Linked DNA regions of Mus musculus: region 2 is linked to region 1. A link is a contact called in public HiChIP or PLAC-seq data. All regions are on one chromosome and are shown on one strand. Each heading gives the region's core, a stretch centred on a gene start, on an enhancer-like site or on the middle of the called end of the contact. The rest is flanking DNA. Distances are from core to core; before and after follow the strand shown. Region 1 overlaps Marchf1 (membrane associated ring-CH-type finger 1). Region 2 overlaps Marchf1 (membrane associated ring-CH-type finger 1).

The links. HiChIP or PLAC-seq counts read pairs in DNA pulled down with a chosen protein or histone mark.
Region 2: a contact with region 1 is called in an H3K4me3 HiChIP or PLAC-seq map of the 230-238 cell line, with 4 times the contacts expected there. The contact joins two enhancer-like sites. A contact is called at or near these places in 18 of 484 Hi-C or Micro-C datasets (B cells, CD4 T cells, DN2 thymocytes and 13 more), 8 of 115 datasets of contacts at active chromatin or transcription factors (the 230-238 cell line, bone marrow-derived dendritic cells, bone marrow-derived macrophages and 4 more) and 1 of 9 other capture datasets (embryonic stem cells).

Annotation. Positions count from the first base shown.
Region 1 is chr8:66,321,818-66,324,983 of GRCm38.p6, forward strand. All of the region lies in intron 5 of Marchf1 (membrane associated ring-CH-type finger 1), which reads left to right. Among named protein-coding and RNA genes, the nearest start is that of Tma16, 160 kb to the right of the region's middle. Within about 2 kb of position 1,849, at least 41 of the 459 cell types and tissues checked have an H3K27ac peak or open chromatin away from gene starts, as enhancers often do. A contact at or near this core is called in the 230-238 cell line, B cells, centroblasts and 2 more, where this site is marked.
Region 2 is chr8:66,408,496-66,411,530 of GRCm38.p6, forward strand. The region is part of intron 6 of Marchf1 (membrane associated ring-CH-type finger 1); the gene reads left to right. Among named protein-coding and RNA genes, the nearest start is that of Tma16, 77 kb to the right of the region's middle. Within about 2 kb of position 1,771, at least 20 of the 459 cell types and tissues checked have an H3K27ac peak or open chromatin away from gene starts, as enhancers often do. A contact at or near this core is called in the 230-238 cell line, B cells, centroblasts and 2 more, where this site is marked.

The sequences.
Region 1 (3,166 bases), core at 599-3,098:
GTCTCTCTGTCTCTGTCTCTCTGTGCATTTCTGTCTCTCTCCCTCTCTCCCTTGCTCTACCTCTAACTTGAGCTCTCCCTCTCTCCCTTGCTCTAACTCTAACTTGAGCTCTCCCTCTCTCCCTTGCTCTAACTCTAACTTGAGCTCTCCCTGGCTCCCTTGCTCTTCACTCCAGGATTCTCTCCTCACTTCTTCCTCCCTCTGCTCTTGTTCTCTTCTTTCCCCTTTCCTTTTCTTTCTCCTTACCCTAGCCACAATAAAATTTACTGAGAAATTTCTCAGCTTTTCTCCCTGACACTTGTAGCACCTCTATCTATTTTCCCTTTAGTTGTATTCACTGGAGCATCTATTCCACGAGGGATCTCATTGTGTAATTTTGCCAAAATTTCTGAAGTCTTAAATGCCTAATGATAGTTTAATGTTTCCCCAGTTAAACAGTAATTCAACTGGATATAGTCCCATATACTAAAATTGTTACACCACCAAATCTTACTCATCAAATGTGTGACAAAATGATTGCTAAGCTTATAGAGTAGTTATCACATTCTGGATGTTTTTGGACTACTGTCACTGTCTTAGTTGGAGTTGCTATTGCTGTGGAGAAACACCAGAAAAACATTTAATTTGGGCTGGCTTACAGTTTCAGAAGTTTAGTCCATTATCATCATGGCAAGAAGCATGGTGGTATGCAGACAGACATGGTCCAGGAGAAAGAGCTGAAAGTTCTGCATCTTGATCTGCAGGCAAAGAAAGAGATCATATGCCACACTGGGCATAGCTTAAGCATATAAGACCTCAAAGCCAACTTCTATAGTGACACACTTTCTTTAACAATCCCACACCTCCTAAGAGTGCCACTTCCCCTGGTTGGCATTTGAAAACATGAGTCTATGGGGGCATACCTAGCCACCACAGTCATATCTTTGATGTTACTAAACCTTGCTATGGAGACTGAACAATATTTTCTCTTCTCCTTTGTACTTAGCCCTCTTCTAGTTCTCTCAAAGTATGGTCATCCTTGAAGGCTATCTGCAATATTGTATCTAATGTGCATCCTTCTATACTTTCTTTCTTTGGAACAACCATATAGAAAAATTTGATTCCTTCCATTGTGTCTGCTGTGCCAACTACTGTGTTTTCAAGTTTAATATTTTCAATTCTATGATTTATTTTCTAGCTTCTTATTCGTGGTATCTTACCTTTCCCCTAAACATAAATATTCATATTGTACTAGTCTGAAAGTATATTTCCAGTTATTGTTCTCTTATGCTACATTTTCAACTTCAACCTTTCTTCTATAATCATATATTAATTAATCAGGCACTCTCCTGTTGATTCTGGAGTTCCAGTTTCTCTGTAGGCATCAATTTCCTCCAGTTGGTGGCGCTGAGTGCATGCTCAGGCAGGGCTGGGGATAAGTATGATGGCACTAAGTCCCAAACACTCAAAGCACTATTGATAGCCTCCATTTGATGTCACTACTCCTGTAACTCATGTCAGAGATCTGCAGGAGCCATGGCAAGGAGACTACCTGCAGAGTAGACTGTTAGAATAATGCTTAATGGTCCAGGGACCTAGGATATGAGAAGTTAGAGGTTTAAATGCCTGAAGACCATCTTATTACTCCACCCATAACTTCTGTTTCCTTTTTATTTGTCTCTTTATAGCCTATGTCTCTCTAAGCCATTCATTTTCTGGGTATCAATGTGACTTTGTCATGGAAAGAGAAAGGAATGGTTATCTGAGGACAAAGAGAAGTATCAAAGGCCTTTCTTTAACAGCTCGAACAATGGCCAGGCTAGGGCGAGGCCTTTGCCAAGAATAGATAAGATGACAATGGTGGCTTATTTGTGTTTCCTGTGGGCTGCTTTAACTGTATGTTTGAGGTAGTGGGTGTGGCTGGAAGCTCACACTGCTTTTCCTTCATGAAAAGAGTAGGTGTTTTGTTTTTTACCGTGCTTCTCTCATATTTCTTTGATTTGAATCAACATTATCCACTTTCTCCAGCTCTAATTTATGATTATATTCACAGCAGATTCCAAAAGTAATATTTAATACATCAAGCCCTCCCATGGCTTATGACAGACACTGTAAAAACACATTTGGCTTATGTCCAATGCTGCCTATGAATTTTTATGTCTGATCACAACTTACTATCTTCCAGTTTTGTTTTTAGATATGGCAATACCTCATCTACTCTTTTCAGTGAATTCATGGAATATCTGATTTATGAATGCTAAAATGGAAAATCTTACCTAATATTTGCTCTATTGCCATTTTGTCTATATATAGACTACTACAAAGGTCTACATTTTATCAGTGAAAACAAACTATATGAATACAAAAAAATAAAAAGACAACAAAGGAAAAGGTAGATGGGAGGAGTGGGAAATGGAATATGGAGTGTAAAAACTAAATTAAAGATAAAATAAAATTAAAAAAATAAAAATTAAAAAACGACAAAGCAGTTAAAAAAATAATATTTAATCTCTGTGTCTAGACATGTTTCGTATGCTTTTTTTTAGTTAGCTATTTTCTTCTATTTGTTTTATCCTATTCTGGTTTGTTTGTTTTGATTTGATTTAGTTTGATTATCTTCTATTTTATTTTAATTATTTGTTTTATTATTTTTTCTTTTTATTATTTATTTTAATTAATTTAAATTTATTTATTATTGTTTAAGTTAAAATTTTAAATTAATAATTTTTATTTTTGTATCATAAGCAATGGGCATGTTTTATACATTAAACATTACTTTCAGAATCTGTTGTGAATATAACTATGAATCATTATTTTTAGTATTATTTACTGTTCATTTTCTAACACAAGAGAAAATGAAAAGGTGTAGATTTGGATGGAAGGAGACTTGGGAAGGACCTGGGAGGAGTTGAGAGAGGGGAAACCATAATCACAATATACTGAAGGAAAATATCCATTTTGGGTAAAAGAAAAAATATTTCAAATGACTATTAAAAGTTTATAGACCCTAAGCTATTCAACTTTAAAATAAAATGAAATACTGATCCAACTATGAGATAATACATTCTTGGGGTAAATTAGTAGTTACTTAGTGGACTTCTAGTTAAATGTTAAATAGATGGACATTAAGCAAAATCTTTGACAGGTAACTTTATGTCTCAGAAAGTGTTCTTAATGAAGAGATAAG
Region 2 (3,035 bases), core at 521-3,020, 87 kb after region 1:
TGGAAAAGGAAACTGAGGTCATGTTTATTCAGGTTTATTTCGTACTGGTTGCTACATAACCACTCTATGGGTGCTCTGTGGGGATGCTACCTCCTCTTCTGTCTGATAATGAAAATGTATGTCCATTGATTTCTACTCAGCTGGGACATTGAAAGACAAAACAGTTGTTCTTTCACACATTGGACATTTGCATATTTGAAGACAACTGTCAGGCCATCTCTGCCTTTCTAACCTTTCCTTCTCTGAGATGTTAAGCATGGGGATTTATGTGCCTCACAATTACTATAGTCACACAGTAAAAGCTAGTCCATTAGACCTATAATTTTGAAATACACTTTAGAGTCTTAGCTATGAATTTAGATAGATTGAATTCTATATGCTCTATCATTTCACAGTGTCCAGACTCTCAACATTTTCAGCATGTCTTTATAAGTGTCACTACTCCAATTGCTATAATCATTGTGTGTGCCTTCTGATTCCAGGTTCCCCAGCTTTAAGTGTTGCAAAAAGAGCAGGATGCCATAAGCTAAAAAGAAGGACTTTCCAAGGAGGAGAACTGGTCAACAATGCAGAATATATCAGGGAGAAGGGCTGTGGGGGATTTGGGGAGGGAAATAGAAAGTGGCCGTGCATCCTTAAGCTTAACTAAAAGAGGACTATGAGTATCTTAGAAGAAATGCAATCCCAATAGCAATTTAAACTGAGCTGTTCCTGCCTTCTGACATTACAACTCATTGAGATAAAACATGACTCAGTGGAGACATGGAAAACTGCATTACCTTGATTTAAAAAAAAAAATCAAACAAAAAAAATGCAGAACCTGCATCATAGCACCTAGAAACAATTTCTGCTGCCTTTACTGATTGTATGTCAGCAGTAGCAGTTCCTTTGTGGATCTGTCTATACTTTTACAACATTTTCTCAGCTATCACGAGGCTCCTAACAGCCAAGTAAGATTTTACAAACGAGGAAGCCAATTCTGAAAAGCTGTTCTTAAGCGTCCACTAGAACCAACACTAACGAACATGCACATTGCCCCTGTTTTCGTCAAGCCAGGACTTTGTCAGGACTGGCTGAGAGATGCATATACATGATCTTCTAGGCCACCCGTATGAAGTCAGACTTCACAGCCTTGTCTGTATGAGGCTGCATTCTAAGTAAATACCTGCTAAGTGCACTCAGAAATGGAGTTTTGGCAGTAATGCTGAATATAAGCCAAATGCATACAAGTAACAGTAATAACCCAAGAGTCCCATAGCCTAGCATAATAAAATTAGCAGTTGAAAATTATGTAAAAATTCAAATATGCCTTAAATAAATAAGATAGGGAGAGAATTATGTACCTCCCATGTGCCAAGTGTCAGCCTTTCCTCGTTTACTTTCCATGACTCCTTAAGCATTGTTTTTAACTTATTTTTAAATGAGCAAGCTGACACTTTTCCTAATTTACTGACACAATGGGTAAGGGCATCGGGCTCTGATTTACTTCGGAAACCCAAGCACTAAATCATTCTCTATACAATAATTTTCCATTACCTATGTAAAACAAGTACAACTGAAAGCCTAGGGCACTCTCCATGAGAAACATGGCCATCCTGCACACGCACAGTTATTATCAAGTGCCACCAGTTCTGTCACCAGTTCTTCATATGCCTCGTGACCTCCAGGTCCCCAAGATCACATTTTCTCATATTACAGTACCCAGAAACTGAGAGTTTCACTTGTGCACCTGCTCAGAGTCGAGGCTGAGAACTTGAGTCCTCACCAGCATCCTCTCACATGCAGGAGCTCCTTCTTCGTGGCTTTCCTGTGTTTAACCCGGTAATGTGGGGACACTCACATGTGCAGGAGCCCTCTCTTACTCAATGCTGACACATCACTCCAAAATATTAGCATTTACTATAAATCTCCACGGTCTAGTCTCCCCCAGGGACCTCACGGCTGGGCCACAAGTCTTCCATCCATGCTTGGTTAACTTCCCATCGCTTTCTCCAGGGAGCTTCTTCTAATTATTTGCAGCCTGTGTGTGACCTTAAGTCTGGGTTTTCTTCCCTCACTTCAGGTGTAGATTCGTGTTGTATCCTCTGTAACAGGAGGGATGTGGATTCCTCTCACCTGTCTCGCTCACCTTCTCTTCTCTACCCGCTCTTTCTTCCTCTACTTCTTGTTCTCAGGAAAAAGGTGTCCGTGTCCACCCCATGGAAACTTGCCCTTGCCCAAAGTTACTTCTATCCCTTTTTTCTTAATGATTTGGCTTTTTTTTAAAGGTGTTGTTTAATAACTGAGCCTTTCCTTGTCTGTTGTTTAATGGTTAATTCTCTGTGGCACCTCCACTCCTACCTGGAAACAACCTCAAAGTCTTCCTATTAAAGATTAAATTAAAAATAGTATGTTCTCACGTCTCGTCTGACCCTGGAGTGGAGACTGATAGAGACACCAGGCAAAGAAAAGGCTATCCTTTCAATCATTTGCTTCAGCACTAATGTCTCGACTCTGCTTTAGTGCCTTTCATTATGCTTCCATCCAAAAAATATTTACAAGAACTTTTGGGGGCTTAAAAAAAATCAGTTTATGGAGATGGGCTTAGCAGGTAAAGGGCCTGCTCTCAAGCCTGACTGACAACCTGAGTTGTGTCCCTGGGATGCACACACAATATAAATGAACAGATAGATGATAGGCAGACAGACAGACAGGCAGGCAGACAGACAGATAGACAGATAGATAAATAGACAGATTTTTAAAATATACTTTTAAAAAATTAGAAAAAATGAGTTTGTAAATGAATACCAAACTTTTTTAATTTTTCAAAGGTATTTTTAAGTTTTAAAAGTTATTTCTTTATTTTTGGAAGCAATAATGTAATTACATCAATTCTATCTTCCCTTTCCTCACACAAAATCATCCCGTTTACCTGCCCTTGCTATTTTTCACATTCCTGGTCACATTGCATTAATCTTTATTTAATAATGCTTTTAACACTACTAGACCCTTTGAGAACACAAAACTCAACAAGAAAATTTTGTCTTATTTGCCAA